3 separate regions of the Mus musculus genome follow, and all the other regions are linked to region 3. The links are chromatin contacts, called in public ChIA-PET and Hi-C maps. All regions are on one chromosome and are shown on one strand. Each heading gives the region's core, a stretch centred on a gene start, on an enhancer-like site or on the middle of the called end of the contact. The rest is flanking DNA. Distances are from core to core; before and after follow the strand shown.

What was found. A called contact is a pair of places that touch in the nucleus more often than the background predicts. ChIA-PET counts read pairs in DNA pulled down with a chosen protein or histone mark.
Region 1: an RNA polymerase II ChIA-PET map of memory CD8 T cells shows a contact between it and region 3, with 59 read pairs. The contact joins two enhancer-like sites. A contact is called at or near these places in 1 of 39 promoter capture datasets (stem cell-derived epiblast-like cells), 1 of 484 Hi-C or Micro-C datasets (cortical neurons) and 2 of 115 datasets of contacts at active chromatin or transcription factors (bone marrow-derived macrophages and memory CD8 T cells).
Region 2: a contact with region 3 is called in a Hi-C map of Th1 cells, with 5 times the contacts expected there. The contact joins two enhancer-like sites. A contact is called at or near these places in 7 of 484 Hi-C or Micro-C datasets (CD8 T cells, Th1 cells, Th2 cells and 4 more) and 2 of 115 datasets of contacts at active chromatin or transcription factors (CD8 T cells and memory CD8 T cells).

Annotation. Positions count from the first base shown.
Region 1 is chr14:73,115,168-73,119,188 of GRCm38.p6, reverse strand. No RefSeq gene overlaps it. Among named protein-coding and RNA genes, the nearest start is that of Gm35388, 14 kb to the right of the region's middle. Within about 2 kb of position 2,043, at least 152 of the 459 cell types and tissues checked have an H3K27ac peak or open chromatin away from gene starts, as enhancers often do. A contact at or near this core is called in bone marrow-derived macrophages and memory CD8 T cells, where this site is marked.
Region 2 is chr14:73,086,048-73,090,335 of GRCm38.p6, reverse strand. No RefSeq gene overlaps it. Among named protein-coding and RNA genes, the nearest start is that of Gm35388, 15 kb to the left of the region's middle. Within about 2 kb of position 2,420, at least 35 of the 459 cell types and tissues checked have an H3K27ac peak or open chromatin away from gene starts, as enhancers often do. A contact at or near this core is called in CD8 T cells, Th1 cells, Th2 cells and 2 more, where this site is marked.
Region 3 is chr14:72,820,313-72,824,928 of GRCm38.p6, reverse strand. No RefSeq gene overlaps it. Among named protein-coding and RNA genes, the nearest start is that of Gm35218, 15 kb to the right of the region's middle. Within about 2 kb of position 2,883, at least 66 of the 459 cell types and tissues checked have an H3K27ac peak or open chromatin away from gene starts, as enhancers often do. A contact at or near this core is called in CD8 T cells, Th1 cells, Th2 cells and 3 more, where this site is marked.

The DNA of each region.
Region 1 (4,021 bases), core at 794-3,293, 300 kb before region 3:
CCTTACCTAAGGGTTTCCTGTGTGTCAGGCACTAGAAAGGTACCAACTGTGAAACAGGAAACGCTGATGCAGCGGGGTGGAAGCGAAGCTTGGGCAACGCAGGCCTGGTAGGCTTCCCTGAGACTCTCAGAGACCCCCCAGCATCCCAGCTTCCCAGAGACCCCCAGCATCTCAGTTTGCTTAGGAATCTGTTAAGATGCAGGGCCACAGTCCTTACTGCATCGCCAGGACTATGTACATGGTGGAAGTGCAGTATTCACTGAAGGAGTGTGCACGGTTCCTGTTGCTGTGTCAAAATAACTGGCAGAATCTCCTTAAGTAAGTAAGTGTTTACCACAGCTCAAAGTTTGAGGGTACCTGTCCTTCTCTCCGTGGTACCGTGGTGGGAGGAGCATGAGGCAGCCCCTCCCACATCGCTTCTGCAGTTAGGAAGCAAAGAGGAGAGAATTCCTGTCTCTCAGACCGCCTTCTCCTTTATTCAATCTGGGACCTGAGCCAATTAAACAGTACCACTCAGTGGGGCTGGGTCCTCCCTCTTCAGTCAACCTGTTCTGGAAACATCCTCATAGACATGTCTAGTGGTAGGTGGTTCTAAGTCCAGCTGAAATGACAATGAAGATTAATCACCACAGAGTGGACGAACGAGTAAATGAACAGACGGTAGATGGTCATATGAGGTGATCCATAAGAGAGAATTCAGATACATGGCATCGGTGGATTCTAGAACTACATAATGAGGCTGTGATTTAGCAACTACAATGGATTTATACACAAAGGTCTCTCAGCTAGAGATGCGTGTCATCATGGCTGGCTTACCAAAAGGGCACAGGCCTCTCCAGATGTGGCTCCCTGATTTTCGATTTGCAGCGCCCAGAACTGAAAAACCTAGATGAATCCTCTCTTTTCAAATCAAATTCATGGGTGTTCATACCAACAGAAAACAGCCTGAAGGGAGGAGGTTAGGGTGGAGTGACATGGAGTGAACACATGACTGGCCTTTGCTGATTCTGAAATGCAGGCAAGAAAACACACTATCTTCCAGGGCTTTCTGGCCCTGCAGACACCTTGATTTTAGCCTATGAACTCCAATATGCCCTCATTTCACAAAAGAGGACAAGAGCCCCAAGACTCACTCTGACTCTGCCCTAATTCATACAAGTTGGTGACCTATCTCAAATCCATCAGGACAGTGAAGACTAGGGGTTCATAAATGCAGCGTTCGGATTTGTGAAGTCTGGGCTGGGATCTGGCTCCCTGCTTTTCCAACGTGCTGGCAGACAAAGCCTGGAGCCCAGGGTTCAGATTCCTGCTTCCATCTTGGGATCTGACAATCTAGAAAAGCCAGGGACATCTGATGGGATTCCACAAGGAGGCAGTAGGGATCCAATGTGTGTAAGTCTTTGGAGAATGGGATTTATTGTCTCACAGGACAAGGCAAGATAATAAAGGCATAATTCTCTATGTTTCCTGTGAGGCAGATATCACCAAAATGGGATAGGTTTCTTGTGCTTCAGGCTGCCCTGTAACCTGCTCTGTATCCAGGTGGCCTTGAATTTATATTCCTGCTGTTTCAGCCTCCCAGGCTATGGAACGTCAGACCAGCACCATCATGGCCAGGCGGCTATGTGATTAATATTTGTAGCTGAAAAGGCATCTTAAACTTGCCAGCATATGTCTGCCATTGCATACAGCACAGAGATCAAAACACCATGGTTCTTTATTTTCAACTTTGAGAGAGAGAGAGAGAGAGAGAGAGAGAGAGAGAGAGAGAGAGAGAGAGAGAGATTAATGTGATTGTGGGAGAAAACATTAGTCTTTAATTTCAACCCCAAGTTTTATGTATTTCCTTTTAGAAAAAAATAATAATGCGCTTATCTTTGAGAAACGTCTCTGAAATCTTGACAATGCGGGGGCTCCTGGGTGACCCCGCCTCTCCTCTGGCCTCAAAACTCCTCCTTCGGGCGCTGCAAACTCAGAACCAGGATGCCGCCTGCCCACCAACTGCAGCTGTGGTTTCCTCAGTCTTTGTTTTGGAAAAAAAAATATGCTGCCCTACTTCTCTGTCCTTGTAGAACGTACATCTGTTTCTGGCTACCAGAGCCACCTGCAGGCTAAGAGTCTTCTGGTTTCATTTTTGAAGCAGCTCCCTGGCACGCAAGTGAGGAGTATCAGTGCTCAGACACATGACTGCAGGAAGGGAGCAAATGCTGGACTGTTCTCTGTGACTCTACCTTTTAAAAAGCTTTTCTCTGCTCCCATCTCCCCTTCCTTCTCCCTCTATCTGTCTTCCCTTCTCTCCCTCTTTCCCTCATCTCTCTCAATTTATTTTCATTTTAGACAGGGTTTCCTTTATGGCCCAGACTGGCCTTAAGCTTTCTTTTTGTAAAAAACAAAAAAAAAATTGGTTATTTTACTTATATACATTTCAAATGTTATCCCCCTTCCTGGTTTCCCCTCTGTAAACCCCCCTATCCCCTCCCCGTCCCCCTGTTTCTATGAGGGTGCTCACCCACCCACTCCCACTTCATCACCCTAGCATCCCCTTATGCTAGGGCATTAAGCCTGCACAGGACCAAGGGCTTCCCCTCCCATCGATGTAAGATAAGGCCTTCCTCTGCTACTTATGCAGCTGGAGCCATGAGCCCCATCATGTGTATTCTTTGGTTGGTGGTTTAGTCCCTGGGAGATCTTGGGGGCTGGGGGGGGTGTCTGGTTGGTTAATATTGTTGTTCTTCCTATGGGGCTGCAAACCCCTTCAGCTCCTTCAGTCCTTCCCCTAATCCTCCATTGGGGTCTCCGTGCTTAGTCTGATGGTTGGCTGCAAACATCTGCTCTGGCAGAGCCTCTCAGGAGACATCCTGCCCCAGCCTCCTAAGTGCTGAGATTATAGGCATTTATGCAACTATGTCTCTCTTGTAGTGGCTCAAATATGGTCCCCAGCCCCAACGGTGTTTATATAGAAGGGATTTTTAAAGTATTTTCTTTTCTTCATGTGTATGCATAGATGTGTGTGTGTGCGTGTGCGTGTGCGTGTGCGTGTGTGTGTGCGTGTGCGTGTGTGTGTGTGTGTGTGTGTGTGTGTGGCAGGTACAAGTTTATGTGCATGCATGCATGTGAAGACCAGAAAACCTGTCACGCTTCCACTAGTTCTCAGGCAGCTGCTCACCTTAGGTTTATTTTAAATTTTAAATTTTTTAAAATTTTTGCCGTTTTTGTTATTATTTTGTTTTGTTTTTGAGACAGGTTTCTCTGTATAGCTCTGGTTGTCCCGAAACTCATCTGTAGATCAGCCTGGCTTGGAACTCAGAGATCCACCTACCTCTGCCTTCCAAATGCTGGGATTAAGGGTGTGTGCCAACCATACCCAACTCACCTTATTTTGCTTTTGTTTCCTTTCTCTTTAAAAATGACATAAGGTCTCTCACTGGCCAGGAACTTAACAAGTCCTTCAGGCTGGCTAGCCAACAAACCCCTGGAATGTGTCCATTTCTTCCTTCCCATGGCTGGGATTAAACCCACACCATCATGCACTGGAGTTTTACGTGGGTCCTGGGGAGGGAGGTTGATTGAACTCAGATTCTCATGTTTGCAAGGCAAGCACTTTATCAACTGAACTATCTTTGCAGCCCTAAAGCATTTCTAAGATAACTTTTCTGCAAACTCCCTCAGCTCTGGTGTTTGCCTGTAAAGGTCATGATGATGCTGTTGGTAGACAACAAGTGGATGAGCTGTCTGGATCAGCGACAGCAGCACTGGGGTATCTTAGAAAGGACGAGGAAAACATTGTGCTAGGTTCTGCAGAGAAACTTCCCTTTGCTCCCAGTCAAGGTTCAGTGGCCATGCCTGAATGCTGGACCATTTGGCTTGAGGACTGTGGATGGTGGAAGAACTTAGTTAGCATTGTGGGTATCTTTTAGTTATTAGTCTGGGAGAGTGAAAAACCACAGCTCGGGTGTGAGACAGCCCTTGCTGGTGGTGCAACCATGTTCAGGACCCTGTACTTCTGAGTTTCTGCACCACA
Region 2 (4,288 bases), core at 1,171-3,670, 270 kb before region 3:
CTGAGCCATGGTCTCCAGATTTTCTTTAAAACGATATTTTATTTTTAATTGTGTGTCTATGTGTGAGTATGTGCACATGAGTACAGCACCCCTGGAAGCCATAAGAGGACATCACATCTCATGGAGCTGGAGTTACAAGTGGTTGTGTGCTGACTAATGTGGGTGCTGGGAACTGAACTTGGGTCCTCTGTATGAGCAGTAAGTGCTTGTAACCACTGAACCATTTCTCTAGCACACAGATCTTGTTTTTAAGGTAGGGAGTGTTCGGACATGGCACACTGCTAATATGATTGCCCTTACTCAGCCCCTGCAGACACCATGGTTAACCTCATGGTCCAAGGCTCTAAGAATCAATCCCAGTCTTAGCATCAAGTATCTGTGGGCCCTAGGCTCCCGGGGAAACAGACACTTTTCAGGCACAGTATACCAAAATTGTATTGTTAGCTCCCAGGAGCAGAAAAGGGCCATACATTTTTTTTCTGAGCTGTCCAGGGCTTGACAACCCAGACTTACTGAGTTACTTCCTACTGTATAGCACTCCGTAACATTCTCACAGTTAAAGAGGATTTTGACATTATGGGTGGGTGCAGCATACAACTCCTAAACACTATCCTTCTATCCTTATAAATGCAATGTGTTCCTGGAAGCTCTGATGCAGGGTGTGACAATTCTCAGGACTGCTTCAACTTAGAGTAACAGTGCATTAGGACAGCCACCCACATACTTTCCTAGGAAGGTTATAATGGGGCATCTATGAGAGAGACTTTTACATTCCATTTGAATCTAGGTCAATTAAGGGAAACCAGACTTTTCTCTCAGGGAAAGATGACATGGGAAGAAGCACTTGTCCCCAGGCCAGTGACACTCCAGAGTGGCTTGTCCTACTCTCCTGGGAGAACCAGGGGAGGCTATGTGTACTTAGAATGTTGCACTCAGAGCGGAGTCTGAGTTCTGGGTTTCCCACCTTCTTAGTGGCTACAGTGGGTTGTATGGCCCCATGACATGCCCGAGTCCTTATCCTAAGAATATGACCTTATTAGGTAAATAGGGTCTTTGGAGATGTAAGGAGGTTGTGGGGTCAGACGGTTGTCCTCATTCGTTTTCTCTTGATGTGGTAAAACACTGAACAAAATCAGCTTAGGCGTGGAAAGGAATTGTTTCATTTTACAAACTAAGCCATACTCCATCTCCGAGGGCAGGAGCCTGGAGGCAGGAACTGAAACACAGACCACAGAGGGGTGCTGCCTACTGGCTTGCTCTACATAGCTTGCACAGCCTGCTTTCTTATAGAACCCAGGACCACCAGCCCAGGGACAGCACCACTGACATCCATCATTAATCAAGAAAAGAAATAACCCATGGACATGCTCACAGGCCAATCTTATGGAGGGAGTTTTAAAATTGAGGTTCTTCTTCCCAAATGACACTAGCTATGTTGACAAAAAACAATCAACACAGATGTGACTAGCTTAGAGTTTTTTTTCTTTCTTTCTTTCTTTCTTTCTTTCTTTCTTTTTTTTTTTTTGCTATAAACTCAATGAGTAGTATCTTAATAAGCTAATAGAAGGCTGTGCTATACAGCAAGGTTGAGATTGGAACACAGGACACTGGGGATTGCTGGCTAGTGACTAGGAGAGATGCAAGGAGGGACTCTTTCAGGAGCTCCCAGAAACTTCCAGTCCTTGTAATGCATGGAAGACATTCGGTAAATATTTGTTAAATGAATGAGTGAAAGTGAATGAATGATTCTGTTGAGACAAAACTTTGATGCTAGGATCCAGGCTTTTGGAAACCAGGATCAGGTTTCCAGAATGGCAAGAGGATGAGCCTCTGTCTCTTTAAGCCAGGTTTGTGGGAATTTACCCTGGTAGACACAGTGACCTAGTTTCACTTTCTGAAAATAAGTTTTTGATAGTTTTCTTATCTATATCTTTGTGACACTCATCTCTTGAGTGAATGAAATGAGATACTGTGTATAGAAGAGTAAGAGGCCTTCTCACTTGCAATTTCTGTCTCTTTAGTTTTCTTTTATGTATGTATGTACATATGTACGTATGCATGCATGCATGCAGGTGTGTGTGTGTGTGTGCATGTACATGCATATGTGCACACTCATGTACATGCCCGTGTGCTTGCCCACACAGGTGACTGAAGAAGCCAGAGTTTGATGATGTTTGGGCATTTTTCTCAATTGCTTCTATACCTGACAAAGAGATGGGGGTCTCTCACTGAACCTGGAGCTCACTGTTTTGACGAGACTGGCTGGCCAGTGAGCCCCTGGAACCTGCCTGTGCTGGGGTGCGCTGCTGTTGTCAGCTTTTACGTGGACAATGGCAATCCAAACTCAGATCCTAACCACTGAGCCACCTCCAACCTCCCCTCTAGACATTTTCAAGTGGGTTCTTACTTCTTCTAGAGACTCCAGGATGTGGTTTGTATTTCACCGATGTTATAGCCACAAACTTACTGGAAGGTGCCCTGCAGAGAAATGAATTATGATTTCATTGCAAAGTCAAAAAAAGAAAAGAGAAAGCCGTGTGGGGGCAAATGTCAGCACCCAGGTTCTGCTTTAAGAAATACATGTGCCTCTGCAGTAAGGGTAGACACTGCCAAGTGACTTCATTGGTATCTAGAAAGCTAAGTCCCTATGATAAGATTGAACCAACCTGTGAATAGATAGTGGTGGTGCAGTATGTGATGGTGAACTCGATCTGGCTTTTATTTCCTCTGGGTCTTCTTATGTTTGTGTGGTGCAATCACACAGATTTCCAGAGGCTACTGAGAGGCAAGGAAGGGAGGTCAGTAGTTACAAATAGTTACAAATTGTAACACATAGTTACAAACTGAGAGAAGATTGTTGCCTGCGGAAGGCAGAAATGTATCACTCATTGTTGTAACACTGTTACTCCATAAGGTCACCACATTGCTACATCATTACTTATCCACAAGACTGGAAGGGCAGCTCCTGGCTCAGTGTGTGTGGCCCCAGACCATTTGTTTCTGTCAATACACACACACACACACACACACACACACACACACACACACACACACACACACACACGCACACACGCACACGCACACATTCATATAACACATATGAGAGAAATCTGCAACCTACTCCTTCAGGATATTCAAATCCTTTAGTGATTGCAAAGAAGAGGAGAAATAATTTATCAGGCACTTGGGCTGTGCCAAGGGCAGTGTCAGCTGAATTTATATACCTTTTCTAATTTAAGCCCCATCTAATTGACTTGGGAAAATCCCAACTTAAATTGGATTTGGGGGAATATGGCCTGGAAATAAATTGACCATGGAATTAAAACTTCAGAAGCCATGGGGAGGAGAATTGTTTTCCCCTAAAAGATGCCTGTTGTTAAGAATCCACTTTTACCTGGACAGAACCCTTTCCATTCATTCTCATCTATCCAGTCAACAGATATTTACTGTGTGCCTTCTATTGGCTCTCTTTAATGGTCAAAGAAAGGAATTTCTACTTCGTACAGGTTATGTTTCAGCTTTGTGGAAATAACTAAATGATCAATGAGCCGCTTGTTCTATGACTGGGCATTAATGTGTGTGAAAACTAGAGCCCAATAAAGAACTTTGGTAGTGAAAAGAGTGGTTGATTGTGACTTTAGGAAGCTCATCAAAGTATTCCTCACCCAGAAGGTGACAGGGAACAAAGCCTGAAGAAGCTGAGAGGAGTCACATGACTAGCAGAGGCGGAGCCTTCCAGATAGAGGCAAAGATTCACTGTAGGAGACTGCTTTGCTTGCTCGAGGAACAGCAAGGAGATGGGGGTTACTGCCATGAAACAGGTGAGGGGAAAACAGAAGGAGATCAAGGGCAGTTTATTAGCACCTGGAAAGACTTTGATATAGGTAGGCTTGGTGGTATTTAGATTATAAAGACCAGAGTTACATTTTAAATAGATTGCTCTTCTGAGGCCACGGTTGCTTGCTTGGTAGAGGGCTTGTCTAGTAAAAAGCCCTGGATTTGAATATTAGCATTGCATTAACTGGGCAGGGCAGTGTATGCCTGTAATGGCAGCACTTGAGAGGTGGAAATAAGAAAATCAATAATAGCCCAAGGCCACCCTAAGCTACATAGAGTTTGAGATAGTCTGAGATAGGTGAAACTTGTCTAGAGAAAAAAAGATTATTCTTGGTTTGATGATGTAGATTATAGAAAGGTATCATAATTGTCTATAGCTATTGTAACATGATCACAAATAAGGAGCTTAAAACATTAGAAATGTGTTCTCTATTCTGGGGTTATAATTTTT
Region 3 (4,616 bases), core at 1,634-4,133:
AGAAAGATCATGAGTTAGAGATCAGCTGGGCTACATAACAGGTCTTACAATACAAAAACAAACAACAAGAATGTACATGTTCAATAAATATTGACTGTTACGATTTTATTTTTAAAAACGCTGGTTCTTATGAACAGTGGTTGACTTGCCCAAAGCAACAGTCATTCTGTCCATCTCAAGTCCTATTTAACTCTGTGTTTTTTCGAGCATAAGGCTGAGAGTTACTGTGGAAATTGTTTATCTGTTTGTCTGGATTGCTTCCTGAAGACACAAAGGATGCCAGGATATCCATTAATAAAGGCGATGGTAATGTTTAATGGAGTTTACTCTGCTTTTCAAGTTTTTAAAATATCTCCAAAATCCTAAAAGTTACAAACTTCAAGAAGAGACTTCATAGATGTATGCTGACCTTTCTATCTTTCAGAATTCTATATGACAGTATTTCAACGGACACTAAGATCTAAAATGTTGGGCCAGAATGGGGATATGTTGGTAGCTTGATAAAATATGATTTACTGAGAAGTTTAAAAGCCTCACCATTGCAAAGGACCCACCCAAGAAAATCTACCCATCTGGCAATACTTTTATAAGCTGTACAAATCCTAGGTTTCCTAAAACCTGGCTCCATCCTGGGCATCCTAGCCTAATCCTGGGCTCCTATATTTGAATGTTTGTTTCCCAGTTGGTGGACAATTTAGGAAGGATTAGGAGGTATGGTCTTGTTGGAAGAAATGTGTCACTGAGGGTGGGCTTTGAGGTTTCAAATGCCCACACCAGACCCAGTTTCTCTCTGCTCCCTGTGTATGGATCAGTAAGCACTCAGATACTATGCCTGTCTGCTTGCTACCAGGCTCCCTGTCATGATGGTCATAGATTTCATCATCTAAACATATAAGCAAGCTCCCAATTATACTTTATAAGTTGCCTTGGTTGTGGTGTCTTTTCAAAGAAATAGAAAAGTAACTAAGACACCAATTAGAATTCGAAATCACTTCTGTGCTGCATCTTTTCTCCTAGTGTCCTAGGTTTTTTTATTGTTGAATAATTTCTATTCAAACATTTTATTATTCAAATTTAATAAAATATTTTATTCAACTCTTTTATTAAAGGTAGATTCTTTTCTCATTCACTATATCATGCTTATGGTTTCCCCTCTCCCACATCCTCTCCCATCTATATCACTCTCTTTCTGTCCCTCATTTAGAAAAGAACAGGCTTCTAAAAGATAACAACAAAACCGAACAAAATAAAATATCAGATAAAACAAAGACCATCATATGGAAGTTCAACAACAAAACCTAACGGGAGGAAAAGAGTCCAAGAGAAGGCACAAGAATCAGAGATGCATTCTTTCACACACCCAGGAGACCCCAAAACACTAAACTGAAAGCCATAATATACACACAGAGGATCTGGTGCAGACCTGTGTAGGCCCTGCGCTTGCTGTTTCAGCCTCTGTGAGTTCATAGAGACTTTGCTCAGTTGATTCAGAGGGCCTTGTTCTCCTGGGGTCCTCCATCCCCTCTGGCTCCTACACTCGTTCCTCCTCCTCTTTTCTTCCTCCTCTACTACAGGGTTCCCAGAGTTCTGAGGGGAGGGATTTGATAGAGACAACCCTTGTACTGCAGAATGTTCCAAGGTCTCTGTGTGTAATGTCTGGCTGTAGGTCTTTGGTATTTGTTCCCATCTGTTCTAGAAGGAAGCTTCTGTGATGACACCTGAACGAAAACATTGATCTATGACTATAACAGAATATCATCAGGAGTCATTTTATCACTAATTAACACACACACACACACACACACACACAAATATATGTGATTTTTTTACCCAAGGTTTCTGAGCTATGTAGTCTCTGTACTTGTTCATCCAAGTAGTGTCTACACTGCTACATGAGTCAGCACCAGGTCCTGTGTGTATGTGTGTTTTATAGGTTACACCTTGTGGAATTGTCCTTAAGTCAAATAATACATAGGTTGGTTATTCCCCAAAACTTGGGGTCACTTTTGCTCTAGCATGTTTTGCAGGCAATAGCAATGTAGATCAAAGGGTTTGTTGAATAGATTTTTGTAACCAAATTGACCAGTACCCAGCTCTGATTCTCTTTGAGAGTATTAGGCCAGGCTTGATACTTACCAGAAGTTTAGAAACTCATGACAGACCATGACAAAACAGAATCACATGTGGCAATGAGTATCCCCACCCTAGCCCATCCCCACTTTTAATAACCTAAAATTACCATTAGACACAGTAACCACTATGCTTAACAAAGTCCAGTGAATTTTGTTGACAGCTCTCAACTCAGTTGAGGCTGAGCCTGCTTTGTGGTCTCCCTTCAGTAATCTACTCATAGCTTTAATAACTCAGGATGTTGTTTTCGAATTTCTTAAGTAAGCTGTGTTACTACAATGTCACAGTCCCCACACAGTCCTGGAAGTGATTCATTTTCTTGTTAACTTGTGCTATATATACTCTAGAAAAATGAGTTGGCATTTCTAAGAATACCTGATAGAGAACACGAGTCTTTCCCTTCCTGTCATCTGAACCCTTTGAAGTCACAGGCAGTGCAATGTGTAGGCAGCTAACATACACACTCAAACTCACAGGACCCGGCAGGACAGGGCTTTACTGTTTGTTTTCCTGGTATTAAATTGTGTCTCAACTCTGAGGAAATTTTATGTATAAACAAATAACACTAGCTAGAAAATTTCATCATGCTGATTATTAAAGGCCTTTAAATAACAACTAAAACAAAGACCGATCTTTGTCTCCCAGAAGGTTTGTTTCTTTTGTTCCCTTGACTGAAAACTCGACCAGATATGAAACCAAGCAGGACTCCACTAAGATTCATTCTCTCATTTCCTGGTTCTAGATACACACAGGAAAGATGAAGGGGAGCAGGAGAGAGAGTGGCTGTCTTCTAAATTCATCTCTGTAAGTGAGCTAAGATGAATAAAACGGGCCACACACACAAAGGTGCTGTGTACATACGGATGCTCCTTCGGGAAATTGGAGTTGTGGAAAAGTTAAGGTTTTGTTACGAGGCCCTTGCTGTATGCCTTGAGATCAGCTCAGGTTTGCTGAAATGAGGCTTCGTAGTTAAAACAACAGAGTTCTCCAGATGCATCTCTCAGAACAGAAAAAAAAAAGAAAGAAAGAAAAGAAACAGGAAGTGATCAGGAAGCGTCAGAACAACAAAAATAGATTTTACGAAACGTGTTCACTTGCCTCGGTAGCACACCTGGACTCCTGCAATGCTTGCACAGACCTTTATTTCTTACTGTATTCAAGAGAGGTTAATGACTCTTCTCAGAGAGATTAGAAGAAAGGAAAGCTAGAAGATGCGTGGCTGAGGGGAGTGCTAGCAATCTTCAAAGGGGAAGGCCAGCAATCCAGCATGGAGAGGAAACGTTACATTTGATTTGATGAGAAAGCATACATTTGAAGATTTCCACTCAGGACATAGATGTTTAGCTTCCCCTTTCTTTAACAGGGAGTGTGTGTGTATAGGGTGTTTGGGTGTAGCATACGTGCATATGATATGTGTGTGAGAGTGCGCATGCCCCTGTGTGGCCGGCCCTGTGTGGACACTGGGGTTTCTTCTTTTGTACTCCATCTTGTTTTTTGAGGCAGGGTTGCTCACTGAACCTGAAGCTTATTATTATTTTATTGAGGCTGGCCAGAGGATCTGCCTGTCCTCACCTCCCAAGCATGGTGTTACAGCATACCCAACCATGCCCCCCCTTTTTATGTAGGCAATAGGGATTTGAACTCAAGTCCTGATGCTTTCAACAACTTCTACCCACTAAGCTATCTCCCTGGTTTCTTGTGCTTTCCCCCATTTTAGCAAAGAGTTGTCACTGAAAAGTGAGTGCCGAGCCAAGGTCTGTATTTCTATCCACCCACCTTCACAGGCACCCTTTGTAATTTGTTGTGCCTGTATGATTAAACCTTAGCCAAAGGAAGTTTTAGTTCACCAGCCCGAGGCTCCATAACAATCCATGCACTTTATTCCTCTGCTTCCTGGATGTCAACATTCAGGAGCAGCCTTGCAAGCTTGATATTAAAAATGGCAGTGCCACCATTAGACTGAATCCCTGAACAACATACACATGTATTCCTACCACTGCCCCTATTTGACATACAACTGCACTAATGCTATTATGTGAACATAAAATAAACCTCTATTACATTAAGTCTAAAATGACTAAGGCAAAATGAGGCCTGTGCTTTAAATGATAAACTGCGTACAGATCTTGTGTTTAAGTAGGGTGAAGGGCACAGTGGCCCTAGACCCCCATAGCAGGCATTTTGGAGCATCATGGAAATTCAGTTTTCAAGTTTCTGTTTTGAATAAGGATAACCCAAGGGAAGACGTACAGATCGTGGTGGGGTGATGCTTTCAAGCGTGGTTATCTTAGGATAGCCTCATCCCCTAGGGAGCTCCTGACTTTAGTTAGTTGGAAACGTCATCTTGTTCTCTAAAAGTGTCAGATAAGAGAACCTTCAGGAGTCATGCCTGTTGATTTTGCACCTTTACAGACTCCTTGATCTCTGGAACTCCTGAGCGACGCTAGAGTCACCAGACAATGAATGGGCACCTGCCGTACACCCAA